Regions from separate parts of the Mus musculus genome. Here region 2 is linked to region 1. A link is a contact called in public promoter capture Hi-C data. All regions are on one chromosome and are shown on one strand. The core of a region is the stretch at or near the end of the contact, and the rest is flanking DNA. Distances in the headings are between cores, read along the strand shown.

Region 1 (7,603 bases), core at 1,491-3,990:
ACTGTCCAGGAAAGAATTAGTAATAGAGCAGAAAATCCCTCCGCACCCCAAACAAGAGGAAGATACTCCAAGAATAAAATTCATTCTACATGAAAACCCCAAGTAACTACTATTTTTCTGATGCTAGGCTTTACACATTCACCACGATTATCTTCTGATATATATTTACTCCTAGACCATTAATAATTATAATGCCTGAAATAAAGTCACTAAGTTAAATAGATTAGATGTATACTCTCACTTTAAATTATTTGCTTGGTTTTCCAGATAGGGTTTCTCTGTCTTGGAACTCAGTCTATAGATCCAGGCTGGCCTTGAACTCAGAGATCTAACTGCCACTGCCTCCCAAGTGCTGGGATCAAAGGCGTGCGCCACCACAGCCGGCTTATTTTTTTTAAAGCTTAATTTTGTTGAGGAAGTCAGTTAATTTTTTCTCATACAGTCTTACTACATTCAAAATTTGGTTACAGACATGAGCAATGTAATGTTTTGTCTTGTTTGAAGACATTACGTGGATATAAACTAACCTTTAAAGGGCTGCAAGTACACCACTGACTTACATCTTAAATACATCTCGACACACTCAAACAAAACTAAGCAAGCCAAAGGGAAAGCGTCTTCTTACTTGTCCCATTGGAGGCCCTCCCATAGGGGGCATCATCTGTGGCATCATTCCATGAGGTACAGGAGGCATGTTTGCTCTCTGACCCATAGGGTGCATGCCCATTGGTGCATAATGCATGCCAGGATGCCCCATCTGAAAAATAATAAAAAGGGAGAGTGAGAGACAGTTAAATGCTTCTTTAAAATGTCATTTCAAAAACAACAACTAAAACCCATCAATTAAGGCACAATATTAAATCACTGTGATTAAATTACAGTATTAGCATATACTGAAGTTAATCTTAATTACACTACAGTGATTATTAGATGGGGCCTGAAAATTTACAAAATAATGGAAAAGTTAAACCCATTAGCGGATTACAACCCCTCTCCAATGACTTAACAAACTGTTAAATGACTGGTCAGACTTGGTGACTATGTATTGAATTCCAACTTAAAAAATTATTACGATGAACACAACTTCCGTCACCTTTATACACATAACCAGCTTATACTACTTAAAATTACATTCATATGGACAAGACCTAAAACAGAGTGCGGGTACCCAAGAGTACTTCACAAATGTTTTAATAGAGTTAAACTGTCCCAGACACTAACAAATTCATGCCGTTTTAGGGAGCTTAAAATATAATACTTCCATTGTTCCTGGCTTGAAACTAAGTATCCGCAGCCAATTCTCCCAACCGAATCCCCCAAGCCCTGCAAATCACCACCACTCCCGGAGAAATAAGACCGCAGCAGCCGCTCCTTAAGTCCCACAGACTTAAGTGTCCCTACTGTAAGTCAAGCCTGGGGCTCTCAGATGCACAGTCCGCCCGGGGCCCAGCACCTTCCTTCTTCCTAAGGCATCTATCTACCTAGGCCAAGACCACTGGCAAGTCCAAGGTCCCACCTATTTCTTTGTGTGTTCCCGCCCTCCATCTCTCCCCCTTGGGACGTAGCCCACCATCTGCAGCTCTCTTCCTGATATGCTCTTCTCCGTTTGGAGAGAGCTTCCTGTTTCTCTGACTCGGTTTTTCATTGTGCCGCTTTCCCCTACCCCGCCGATCCCTTACCGAGGGCCGTCTCCTCAGGAAGCCGTCAGCAGAGACCCAAGAACTGGAGCACAGGTTTGAGCCGGACAATCTCCGCTCCCCGTCCCCGGGACCCCGCGAGGGAGGTTGGCTCTCCATTTCACTCACCATGAGGCCTCCACGCTCGGCTCCAGTCCCCGGCCTCATCGTCGGGCTCAGACTGCTCCGTCGGCGGCCACTGCCGCTGCACATACCAACAAGAAGCGATCTGAGTGGCTGGCGCCCGCCGGGGCCAAAGGGTAAAGGCTGCCCTGAGCTGCGGGGCGGGATCAGCGGGGCCAATAAACTGACAGGCTTCCCTACTGTCCAATCAGAGCGCGAGACCGACAGGCAGCTCTGCGGCGATTCGCCCCCTGCCTCGCTCGGCGTCGCCTGCATGGAGGGGGGGGGAGGGGGGACGGAGGAAGTTTCTGCGTCGAGTGCTCTGCCGGGGAAACTCTACCAACTTCCCCCAGGAAAGGGGACACGGCGGGGACCCAGATTCCCGGGTTCGGGCCACCGCACCCCGTCGGGGGGTGGGGCAGTGGCGTCCAGCCCCTCGCCCTAGTTACGTTCGCCCCACAAACCTGAGGCCACCAGGGGTGGGGTGGGGGTGGGGCGGGGGAAGCGGCACCCGGCGTTAGCGGCCTAGTGCGCGCGCGCGCGGTTGCCCTGGGGAGGGGGTCGTGCCTTTGGGGGTGGGGGGGAGAAACTCGAGAGCTGCGCGCGCGCCCGGCATAGTGAAGGGCGGAGGCGCGAACTGTATCTGGCGGGGAGCGGTAAAGACAGAGATCTCTCGCCCGAGGGAGGAAGCGACTGGCGGTTAGGAAGGCGCGGAACTGCGGTCATGGGGCTCGAGAGGTGCGTGCCCACAGGACCCGAAAGGGTGGAATAAATGAGAGTGTTGTCGCGGCGGGCCATGGGCGCGCGCTCCCACGGCGCCTCCGGAAGCGGAGTCCCCGGGTAACCCGCTCTTGCACTCCCCTACGGTTCTGCGCGCGGTGGTTGGGTCCGCCGACGGCCGTCTCTGATTGGCTGTAGCCGGGGCGGGGCGTGGCGGTGGTGGACAGCCGACCTTCGCGGGACTCTCAGTCTTTCCCGCCATGTCGTTCGTGGAGAGTTGGAGGTTTGCGGGCGCGCGGAGGCGCCGTCAGGTTACCCCAGGCCCTGCGACTCGGCCCGGGTATTCCGACTACACTCAGGGGGACAGCTGGGGTGAGGGCGAAGGCGACGAAGACGAGGGATGCGACCAAGTGGCCCGCGACTTGCGGGCAGAGTTCTCAGCCAGGGCGTCGTCGGAGACCAAGAGGGCCCCGCTACTCCCCCGGGTCGGGGACGGGTCTCCGGTCCTGCCGGATAAGCGCAACGGCATCTTCCCGGCCACTGCGGCCAAGCGAACCCAGGCTCGGCGGTGGCCCATCCAAGCCCTTTCCATTCTCTGTTCGCTGCTGTTCGCCGTCCTCCTTGCTTTCCTTCTCGCCATCGCCTACATGATCGTTAAAGGTATTGAAGCCCAGGCCTTGAAAGGCTGTCCAGCGTAAAGTGCAGCCAGTACATCACACGCCCCCATTCACACTCTCCTCCCAAAGCGTTCCCTCGAGACTGCTATCGTCCCTTTTGTCTTCTCTCCCTAGATGGACGTCCTTGCTCCGTCATGAGACCCATTTAGAAAAGATCTTTGGCTAAATCTACAGTCTTTAATGCCGTAAAGGCATTGAACACTTTGAGTTGAAACAGCAGAGCCCCTTACTTTTAAAAGGATCAAAAAAGTACGTGTAAGAAAGTACTGCTGTACGTCCTAAGGCTGATGTTAAGAGACATGCTGGGTTTGCACTGTTCTCTGAACCTAGGACAAGGATCCCCACCCCCACCCCATCCCAAGTTTCTACTTTTCTCTCTCTCTCTCTCTTTCTTTCTTTTTTTCTTTTTTGAGACAGGGTTTCTCTGTATAGACCTGGCTGTCCTGGAACTCACTTTGTAGACCAAACTGGCTGGCTTTCTTTCTTTCTTTTTTTTTTTTAATATTCTTTTTTAAAAATTTTTATTAGATATTTTCTTCATTTACATTTTAAATGCTATCCTGAAAGCCCCCTATACTCCCCCCCCCCCCGCCCTCTCGCCCTGCCCCCCTACCCACCCACTCCCACTACTTGGCCCTGGCATTCCCCTGTACTGGGGTATATAAAGTTTACAAGACTAAGGGGCCTCTCTTGCCAATGATGGCCGACTAGGCCATCTTTTGATACATATGCAGCTAGAGTCAAGAACTCCGGGGTGCTGGTTAGTTCATATTGCTGTTCCACCTATAGGGTTGCAGTTCCCATTAGCTCCTTGGGTACTTTCTCTAGCTCCTCCATTGGGAGCCCTGTGATCCATCCAATAGCTGACTGTGAGCATCCACTACTGTATTTGCCATGGCCTTGATTTCTGAGTTCAGAAACCCGCCTGCTTCTGCCTCCCAAGTGCTGGGATTAAAGACACATCACCACGGCTTGGCTAAGTTTCTACTTTTATAGGCAAAAATGGTTTTTCTATTTTTCCCTTGTAATCAGGTAGAGTTATTTCAGGACAAGCCTATTCTACTGTGTCAGAAATTGACATATTGTCCAAATAGCAATGCTCAGAAAGACCCTCTTCCCCCATTTGAATTTGTTGTATGATTTAGTATTTATTGTAGTAGAAAGAGATTTTAATTCAGTTAGTGCTGACTTTGCCAATTCTTGAGAAATAGAAACATGAAAACTATTTTGTATTAAAAGGATTCAACACTCATTCTTGTGTTGCCTTTACTAATTAAAATTAAATCTCCAGTTCAGTTTTGCTTTATTTCCTCCCATTCCCTAATGGGATGCAGGTGGCCCTTCAACAGTTTTTTTTCCCACTTCAGCCATGATAGATTTGTTATTCACGTAGTTTATTTTTCTTTTGTAACATAAAGGTATATACCCATGAGTAGACGTTCATTGCAGAGGACAGTGGCATTTTGGAGAATGGAGTGAGGAACTGAAGTCAAATTCTGTTATGCCCTGAAGTTTCTTTTGTACAAATTTTCTTCAACACATCCAGGAGATAAACACTAGTCTCGTGTTTATTGCACTTGACTCTTGTAGAGCTATTTGCATGAAGGTAGTAAATCAGAAATTTAACCTAGCTCTGACTTTAGGGTCCTTTTGACATTGAACAGTGTCTTCAAAATGCCTTTGGATATTCATGTCATGAAGGAACACTAACTACTCTTCTACCTAAACCTCTTTGTATTTACAGAATTGCATGCAGAAAACTTGAAAAATGAAGATGATATACATACTGGGCTGTTAGGTATGAACTGATCATTTTATTCATCCAATCGCTTATTTTAGTTTTCCCAAATTAAGCTTAAGTTATAGAGGCTTTGGGATAAATATTTTACATATGTCATGTGTAGCTGGTTCTGTAGTGTTATTTATATGTTTGTGGTAAATGTTACTAGATTTCCTTTTTAGGTATACATTTAGATAATTTTCATAATTTTATAATGGGCCACTAATGCATGTATACAGTATTCAACGTAACTTTGCATGACATTGGTCCACTAGTTCCTTGAAGTAGTTTCTAATTGTGTTTTGGAAGAAGCTCCTTATACTACTTCAGGAATTTAAAACTAGAAACTTGCTCACAAACTTAGCCAATATAAATAGTATCCGAAACAGACTTCAGAAGAATGTCCACATGTATTTGTACGCAGTTTGTCTTGAGATACAAATTTTAAAATAAGAATTATTTGCCATTAATGTCTAGTTGAGTCAGTTAAGTTTCCATTGTCCAAAATATCATACATTATGTAGTTTATAGCTACTGAAGAGGATTATTGATGGTGTCTGTCTCTCTCGTAGATAATTTTGAAGAGTTTAGAATTTTATCTAGTGATATATTTTACTATTAAAATTCAGAATGAGGAAAACAGCTATTTTTACAACAGAACTAACTGCCAAGACAGAACCCTCTATGAGCCTCTAATCTAGTGGAGAATAAATGCTGTCAGTATCACTTAGAGACAGCATGACCATGACAGCTTTTATGTAGGAAAACATTGAATTGGGGGCAGGCTTACAATTCAGAGGATTTTTTAGTTCTTTATCATCACGGCGGGAAGCATGGCGGCATACAGGAAAATGTGGTGCTGAGAGTTCTACATCTGGGTCAGCAGGCAGCTGGAACAGTGAGGCACTGGCCTGGCTATAGCATCTGAACCTCAAACCCACTCCTAGTGACACATTTCCTCTAACAAGGACACACCTCCTAATAGTGCCACTACCTATGAGGGGAGGTGGTGGGGGGGAGCACTTTCTTTTAAACCACCACATATACCCTTTTTCTGTGATAATGTTTTATCATTTTGTATTATTTACTAGACAATTTATTACTAGTCTTTTGGCATAATGCTATTAGATCTGTTACATTAATATTTCAATGAGATACATTTAAAGTTTATCATAAAACTGCCTCAATATTTTGATAGTAGGTTGATTTTATTTTGTAGAAAAAAATAACAAGAGCACAGAAAGTACTCAACCATAAAAAGGGTTCTCTTTCTATAGACATAAAAATTTTGACCCCTGCAAATATTTTTGAATACTGATGTAGGGCTGGGGTAAGTCTCAGTAAGGTAGGAATGTAGCTACGTTAACATTTCTCATTTTGACGTGGGTAATTATCAGTCTGGTGACTTGCTTTTATTTTGTTTAAGTGCTTTTAAATTACGATTCAGCCCAAGGTTGGGTCCAAGGATATTTGCTTTTATGAGTAGTTCTTATGCAGGTACTCAAAGGACCGTGGGTTGAAAACCACTTTTAAATACTTGAACTAGGTGCTGTGTCCGTCATCCAAACCAACACACACACACACACACACACACACACACACACACACACAGACACACACACTTTTCTTTCTTTCTGAGCTCAGTTTTTTCAGAAATGTATTCAAGGTCAGGTGTGATTAAAACGCCTGGGAAGTAAGGACTGGAATGTTCAGTGGTTAAAAAGCACTGGCTGCTCTTGCACAGGACCTGGATTTGGTTCCCAGCACCCACATGGTGGCTTACAACCTTCCGTAACTCTGTTCCAGGGCACCGACCACTCTTTTCCTTCCAAGGGCACTAGGCATGCACATGGCTTATAATGTGTATTCAGATAAACAGTAAAGTAAAATAAACCTGAAAAAAAATTGAAAGGTAAATTGTAACAGGTTAAAAAGCAGTGTAAGCTCTAATACTTGTTAGAAAATCTTACTTGAAAGTTGCTAAGTTGGCTTAGTCATTCATCTTTGTTTCCATGAAAAAAATTCTTAATGGGAAGCCTGTTTTTGTTGTTATTGTTTCCAGTTTGAGTTTTGTTGTTGTTGTTGGTGGTGGTGGTAGTTTTTCTTTTTTTTTTTTGGTTTTTCGAGACAGGGTTTCTCTGTGTAGCCCTGGCTGTCCTGGAACTCACTTTGTAGACCAGACTGGCCTCCAACTCAGAAATCCGCCTGCCTCTGCCTCCGGAATGCTGGGATTTAAGGCGTGCGCCACCACGTCCGGCTTTGTCTTTGTTTTTTAAAGAAAGGTTTGTTATGAAGCGTTGGAAGATCTTTTGGGGGAGTTGTTTTGTTTTGTTTTTGGAACAGGGTTTCTCTGTTCCCTGGCCTTCCTGGAATGCTCTCTGTAGACCAGGCTGACTTCAAACTCAGAGATCAGCCTGCCTCTGTCTCCCTAGTGCTGAGATTAAAGGTGAGTGTTTGGGAGAGATAATTGATCTGGTTTGAATCACGCCTTTAATCCCAGAACTCGGGAGGCAAAGGCAGGCGGATTTCTGAGAGTCAGCCTGGTCTACAAAGTGAGTTTCAGGACAGCCAGGGCTACACAGAGAAACCCTGTCTCGAAACACCAAAAAAAAAAAAAAAAAAAAAAA
Region 2 (7,603 bases), core at 3,751-6,250, about 23 Mb after region 1:
GTCTCTGTCAGTATTCTCGTCCTCGCTAGTGGGATAAGCAAAAAATGATACCTTGTTTGTGTTCTAATTTTGCTCCAATTATGGATATAATTAAGCGTTCCATTAGAATCAAAGACAATTTGTGTTTTATTAGTTTATGAACTTAGCTTACTTCTAGGGCTAGATCACCTACCCACCAGTTAATCATATTTCCCCAACTTTCTGCAGGTTCACATATCTTCTTGCTCTAGGATCTATTTAAAAGTAGGCACAACTCTGAAACTTATTTTTTCTGCATCTGAAGGATTCTCCTGAGTTGGGGGAAGAACGACTCACCGCTCAGAGGTACCATCCTTCTATCCTGAAATTGTTCCTGACTCCCAAGTTTTAACAACTTAACCTGGCTGCTTACTAATGATCTTTACTGGAAGCACATATGTAATACTAAAACCAAAAATGTCCAAGGGAGCTTATGGAATATACAGTCATCCTAAACACTGTGTCTATGCAGAGGATGAGAGTCTGGCTGGAGGTTGGTACTCCAATGCTGTCTTGTTTTCTTTAGACATGAAACGAAAGGTATAGGATGAATTAAATATAACAAGAATTTGTTAAACAAGTTTCTGTGATGATTTCTTCTGTAACTTTTTAAAATTGACAAAACACACCTAATTTAAAATTTACTTTTTTGTTGTTTTTTTTTTTGTTTGTTTTTCGAGACAGGGTTTTTCTGTATAGCCCTGGCTGTCCTGGAACTCACTTTGTAGACCAGGCTGGCCTCGAACTCAGAAATCTGCCTGCCTCTGCCTCCCAAGGGCTGGGATTAAAGGCGTGCGCCACCACTGCCCAGCAAAATTTACTTCCTTGACTATTTTTAAATAAGTATAAAGTACAATTGTGTTACAGTGCAATCTACATCTAGAACTCTTATCTTGATCACTGAAACACTATGCTATTCAACATCTCTCCTTTAGTCCCAGGTAACCACCCTCTGCTTTTGTGTCTGCTGGCTTGACTATTATAGATACTTCATATAATTGCAATCCTACAGTATTGATATTTTTTTGTGTCTGGCGTCTTTCACTTAGCGGATTAGTCTTTAAGGTTCATCTACACTGTAGCATGAGTCAGAATTTCACTCTTTTGAAAGCCTATGTAATATTTCACTGTGTGCCCTATACCCATTGTTTTATTTGCTCTCCCATCTCTGGACTCTTGGGTTTCTTCCACATCTTGCTTCTTGTGGACTGTGCTGTTACTGAGAACATAGATATGCAAATATCTCTTTGAGACTTACTTCCATTTTTAAAGAATATACAGATTTGTTTTGATTTTTTTTATAAACGACTTATCTTTTTTAAAGCTACTAAAAGATACAGCAAAAAAAAAAACCCACAACTTACCGTAGCCTTCTTTTCCATATGCAAACGAAGGCGGTATAATCACCTTTCTCTTTTCCCCAGGGCACATGTCCATCATAGCAATGTCCAGCCCCTTTATGACATGTCCGACACCAAGAACAAACCATTTGGGGTGGCCTTCATCTTGTGTCCGGCTATGAGAAACCATACTTAGTGTGTAAGTAAGACCATCTCATAAAGGAAACTTAAATACAGCTCAGGCACTTGTTACTTAAGACTGGAATCTCTTTCCCCACATTGCACCCTTCAGAACTCTGTCCTTTGCGAATTGTTTGGATCAAACTTCCCCATAAATTGGCAGAGCATATCATTGGAAAACATTCTGATTTCTGATTTTTGCCGTCCTTACAAAAACTACTCAATGGTTCACTTTTAAAAATGGGTCTCCTGCCTCTAACTAGCTGGATGGCTTGAACAAAATGACTCATTTACCTTCTCTGGGTTTGTTTCCCAAACCAAAGGGGCAGGCTGAGCCCTAAATTTCATTTTAAGAACGACTGAAAAATAGCATCCTGTCAAATTTCTCTTCTACGTTGGAAGAATAAGTTTTCCTCTAAATTGGAAAGAATTGCTAGACTGGAAAGATTGGCCTGTCTTTGAGGGGAAACAGTACAGCTAAACAGACTGCATTCAGTCAGACCGGACTAGGGAACAGAGAGAATGGATGTGATAACCAGAGTTTTAGAAAATGACCCACAAAGTCCAGAAGGAAACGCGGTAGCTTTCTTATACACTCTGTTTGGAATCAGACTTCAGCTCTGGGTAAGGAGAAAGTGTGAATATCTTTTCAAGAAGCCTCTAGATTTAGTTTTCCGGGTTCCAAGGACAGTGGTGGTGGTCAGTGCTCTGCCTGACGTAGTGAGTCTGCAGTCAGTTTACTGCGCTTACATTTCAAATAACTAAAAACATTCAGTTTTGTTTAGGGAATGTCTTCTAATCTAAATCGGCATGAAGGCTTAATTTACTGTTAAAAAACAAAACCAAAAAACCTTAAAACAAAACAACCAGTTAGGCTCTGGCTGCTGCTGCTGGTGGTAGTGGGCAAGATGTGGTCTATCAACTGAACTTGAACTGGACGGAGCATCTCCTACCTGCAGTAGAATTTGGAGCCGTCTTTAGCCAAGTAGCCATCGTAATGGGCATTTAGCAAGTCTCCTTTCCTGCTTGTTTTGGAGCAGTTTTCTGGACGGTGCAAAACTTCTATTTTCACTTCCTCAGTGCTTTCTTCTTTTGTTTGTCCCTGAGCATCGGAACAACACCACAGGCTAAGGAAAACTGCTAGTCTGAATAGGAGATTCATGTTTCCCAAAGCAGCACTCCCAGGCCCAGTGTAAGCCCCACAGAGTGTCAGCAGGCTGATCAGACTGAATTGGGACGCGTGGCAGGCATTGTCCTACGTCACAAAGGTCCAAGGCGGGGCTACGAGAGGCCCCGCCCCCTCTCGCACCAGCAAATCGCCGCCGGTTGGAGTGTGTCTTGGCCGTTGGGTGCTCCGGTTGGCTGTACTCTGGCTAGAATAGCACCGCACACCCTGTCCGCAGGTTTCTTTCGCCTGCAGTAGTCAGACTTGCGTTTCCTGAAATAAAACTGGCATTATGGTGGTCGTTTCTAGGCACTTAGGAGATGCTGCAAAATTTTATGGGCTCCACTTGATGCCCTGATCTTGCCTCTCCAACACTGCCTCTGCTAACGGATTGCTTGAATGGCTTGGTTTTAAATTTTTAAATGCTACACTGACCCATTTGGCCATAGAAAAAGAATAGATAGCTGTAGGATCCTAAATACAGTATTTTTAAAATATTAAAATGTTGGGCCAAGAAATTGATACAAAATGCAAACAGGTCACGGTGGGATATTCTAGTCGTTATTCTTTCTAATCACAGGCTTCTAAGGCCCCTACGGACTTGACAGGCACAGTGGATGCAGACATTTTTGGAAGAATAGGTTCTTGACAATATAGGTTGGCTGCTCTTCTCTGGATATTTGTGGAAGTCCTTGAAGGATATTTTTGGAGGGGGGGATATGGTAGTTGGAGTACTGCGAAAAAAGACTCCAGGCCATGTCTACCGCATGCAGCCAGGAGACTCTCAGAACACACAGTGGAGTGTCTCCAGGGCTTCAGCAGCCCATGCCCGGCATTGCAAAAGATAACTTGTGTTTCTGTCCCTAACCTCTTGAGGCCGCCCTTGAGGTGAAGGCCTTTAGCAGAGAAAAGCTTTTTTTTTTTTTTTTTCTCCCATGAGAATTCATTCACATCAGACAGGAAAACTGACTATTGAACATTTTGTTCCAATTTCACAGCTGGCTAATAGACAACAGAGATTAGTCCAGTCTCTTGATATATCCCCCTTATCCTTTTAGTATGATAAACCTTTCAAACAACACAAAACTCGAATTTTATGGTAAGTGTCAGATGCCCTCCACAGTTGAACTATCATTACTGAACTCTATGTGATTTGTTGAATATTCAGCTCGTCGATTCCCCAAGTGGACATCCCGATCACCCTATTCAGTCAGCCTTCCTGGAAGGATAAGCCAGGGATTTCACTACCTCAATACTGACTCTGCTTTATGCAAAGTAATTGGAATTTGCAAAACTTTCTAAATCTAAAAGTTGTCAAGTGTGTAAGGACGCCCTTCCAAGTGAGATTAAAAAAAAATTAAGAGAAATCCTTTTAAAAACAAAACAAAAATAGGATGCACGATACCTTCTTAACATTTTTCTTCTTAACCTCTTCTTTCCTGTGTGTGTGTGTGTGTGTGTGTGTGTGAGAGAGAGAGAGAGAGAGAGAGAGAGAGAAAGAGAGAGAGAGAGAAGGGGGGTCTGTCTGGCCTAGAAGTCACTGCGTAGACCAGGCAGGCTTGGAACTAACAGAACTCATCTGCCTTCCTCTGCTTCCTAAATGCTGGTATTAAAGGCATACATCGTGATGTATGACATTAAAAGAAAAAAAAATGTGTGTGTGTGTGGGGGGGGGGCCGGGGGGGGGATGCGTGTAACATGGCCCATGTGTAAATGAGGTTCTTTCCTTCCACTGTGTGAGGCCCCCAGGACAGTACTGGTCAAGCTCCCGGAGGCAAGCGCTTTACTTGGAAAGCTATCTTGCCAACCCTAGTTCCATAAGACCTTGTTGGAGGACCTCTCTGGCCTGCATACTACTTTCTTAAAAGAAGGATGTAGCCCAGGCTGGCCTTTGGTCCTTCCTGCCTCAGCCTCTAGAGTGCTGGGATTACAGGGCCTTGCCATTGCTCCAGCTTTTCCTAGGAGGTAACTTCCTACTTCCCCGGAGTGTGAGCACTGGAAGCTCCAAGAAATGAGCAACCCTTGATTTTATTGAAAAAGATCCGAAGGAGGCGAGGCCTTCGGCAGCCGCCTTGTGCAGGATGCCCCGGGAGTTGGTCTGCTGCGGACTGGAGATGTCCGGATGCGGGGCAGCCGGGGAGCGGGGGACCGCGGAGCCGCCCCACGAGGGCGCGCGGCGCAGCCTCGGGCACGCGGCCGTCCCGCAGCCCCGCCGCCGGGGAGGGGTTTCGTGGGCCGAGCCGGCCCCTTTCATCCAGGAAGTGAAAGCGACGTCGGGGTCAATGAAAACAAGCCGGGAAGCCCGAGGGGAAGGAAGGCAGGCGTGCAGGAGGGCAGCGCCGGGGCTCGTGGAGCGGTGGCGGAGCGGGAGGGCGGCGGGCGCTGGGGTCGTCCCGGGGGTCGCCGCGCCGTTCCCGCTGGGGATGTCCGCGCCTCGCGGCCTCCGAGCAGCACGGGGCGCCCGCCGGCCGGGCCTCTGAGGGCCGCCGGGTCGGGGCGGAGGGCTGCGGGCCCGCGCCTCCGCAGCAGCGCGGCCGGCGCCGGGCCAGGAGGATGCGCGGCGCCGGGCTCTGAAGCATGGAGGGGGTTCTGTACAAGTGGACCAACTATCTCACAGGTACGGGGCGGGCGGCGTGGGGCGGCGGGCAGTCGGGCCCTTGGGCACCCCCTGGCAAGCCGCGGCACTCAGTTCCGCGCTCGATGCCCTCCGACCCTTCCACTGCCCCTCGTGGGGCCCATTACGGGCCTCTTCGATTGGGAGTTCGAGACTGCGTACCAGCCTGAGGATGGGACACCACCAAAAACCTGCACTGCCCCTTGTGCCTCGGAAACAGTATCCCATCATCTCTTTTATCCACTGTCTCCTTCATCCACGCTCTATGGACAGCATTTGTAAAGTGTGTGTGTGCATTTGATTTTAAGATTTTTTTTTTTTTTTTTTTTTTTGTATATTCCTTTACATTTTCTTACCACAGGTTTGAAAGTCCACTTGTTGCGGCTGGCTGAGCTCATCAAGTGTGCTTTTGGAAGCTATCCTCAGAGAAGGTTCTTAAGGATTGGTTTTCTGTGAGGTTTGGGAATTTGGGTAATTGTGAGACATAGTGGAAGAAAGCACATTTTTAACACCACGGGAATTCGAGTCATTGTGAGAAATGGTTGGAAGTGCAGCCCAGAAGGAGCGGGCAAGTTTCCCTGGTGGGGTAGTTAGAAGAAAGCTGTTTGTATAGAAATGGGATCAGCAGCAGGGGGCTGTCCCTGCCTGTGATATTGGAAGTCTGGCTTTTAAAACACACCTTAAATCCATACATACTCTGTGATCTTTGTAAGAACTAACACCAAAGGCAGGTGGTATTCATTCAGGACCCCAGTTGGATAGGCCTGGGTGGTTAGCCATTTTGTCCCAGAGGTACTTTCCAACCTCTGAATCCCATGATCTCACTGAACTAGAGGAAAACCGGCGGCTTGAAGGGAATTGTGGGCAGTTCTCAGATTCTTAGTTACAAAGGATGGGCAGTTGTCATCTTGCTGCTGCTCACATACTCTGCCCAGTATTGAGCATCCTGTGATGCACTCAGCTAGTGTTCATCTAACTTGTGGGGAGCTGCAGGCAAACCCTGCTAGGGCTAAATGCTTGGTTGTATCTGGCTAGAGCCAGATTTACGATAGCCAGCGGCTTGATGTTTATAATGCACCGTGTTTTCTGCTCGAATGGAAAACCAAATAATCATGCAAATGACAGTTTTTTACTGGAAGCCTTGAGACATCAGGCCGACACTTTTTGCTAAGAGTTTTCCTTTGGGCCCTTGCGGGCACTGATTGCTGGTGGAGGTGCGGTATCAGCTTTGAGGTCCATATCCTTTAAGCTTGGAGATGCAAATGTTTTTGAGCACACTGTCTTTGGAGGTAAGGCGGGAGGAATATTTTTAGCATGGCCCAGAGCAATGGGGCAGTTACAGCCATGAGTCATAATTACAGGGAAATTGCTCTTGGGGTGAAATGTTCTTGTGGGAGGTGTCCTCATAGCCTGTGGTACAGAGAGCCAACGCATGCTGCTGTGGCTTTAGTTTTTATGGTGCGTTTTAATTTAACTTCTAGTAAGCATTGGAGAGCTTGCTGAGGCGGAAGTCTTTTGTTTGGAATGATTCCATTTTTTTTCTTCTCAAAAATGTAAAGTTGGCTCAGCAGTATGTTCATCTATTAATTTTAGTATCTTGGGTCAGAAGGATGAAGAACTGCTTGTACTAATTGGTCTTTAAGGAACCTTCCAGTGTAATGACAGTGGTCTGCCTTTTTTATTTTTTAATACGTGTTTTCATAACATTTAGTAGCTTGAGAAAACTACTAGTTAAAGTAGAGATTGACAAAGGAAATAAGCTTTTTCAGTAGAAGGGATTGCCAACCCTTTTACTGTACTATAAATGTGTGAACCAATTAGGGAAAGTTAGGTTAGATAATTGTTGCAAAAGGTGTGTGGAGATAGTTAACAGGCTTGATTAGATGAGCTTACTCGGCCATGTGGCTTTCTTGGTTCCTACAATTTCCAGATCACCGTGCTCCCAGTTCCTTTTGAAGAGCTGCTGCATCATAATACGGCAATAATGTACAATTTGTCTTAGTGACTGAGGTGGAAGACCATGTTTTCACCACCCCCATTTTGTTTACCACGGTGAATTAGTATCTGGAGAAAATACATTTAAAAATTATTTTCATTGTATTTCCTTGCACATGCCAGGAGCATGCCTCCATGGTCTTTTTATTTTAGTTTTTCTAGACTTTCATACATGAGAAGTGGATTTAAGTTACTTACTTCCTCAGTTATTTATGCTTCTGTGATTGTGTGAGTCTGTGTGTGTGGATGCATGGATGCATGGATGCCCCAGGAGCTGGAGTTACGGGTGGT

What was found. Promoter capture Hi-C pulls out the DNA fragments that hold promoters and counts their contacts.
Region 2: a contact with region 1 is called in a promoter capture Hi-C map of pre-B cells, with 2.3 times the contacts expected there. The contact joins the promoter of Plekha3 here to the promoter of Arl6ip6 in region 1. A contact is called at or near these places in 4 of 39 promoter capture datasets (the C10 cell line, cranial neural crest, liver and 1 more).

The regions. Positions count from the first base shown.
Region 1 is chr2:53,189,344-53,196,946 of GRCm38.p6, forward strand. It overlaps Arl6ip6 (ADP-ribosylation factor-like 6 interacting protein 6), which reads left to right and starts at 2,741. Exons shown (of 4, transcript NM_022989.4): 1 at 2,741-3,179; 2 at 4,941-4,994. The coding sequence starts at 2,780. It overlaps Prpf40a (pre-mRNA processing factor 40A), which reads right to left and starts at 1,911. Exons shown (of 26, transcript NM_018785.3): 1 at 1,680-1,911; 2 at 626-757. The coding sequence starts at 1,889.
Region 2 is chr2:76,670,315-76,677,917 of GRCm38.p6, forward strand. Plekha3 (pleckstrin homology domain-containing, family A (phosphoinositide binding specific) member 3) reads left to right here and starts at 5,001. Exons shown (of 8, transcript NM_031256.3): 1 at 5,001-5,320. The coding sequence starts at 5,281. It overlaps Gm39860 (a long non-coding RNA gene), which reads left to right and starts at 5,327. Exons shown (of 2, transcript XR_866494.2): 1 at 5,327-5,536; 2 at 5,679-7,603. Fkbp7 (FK506 binding protein 7) reads right to left here and starts at 2,784. Exons shown (of 4, transcript NM_010222.2): 1 at 2,492-2,784; 2 at 1,383-1,534. The coding sequence starts at 2,700.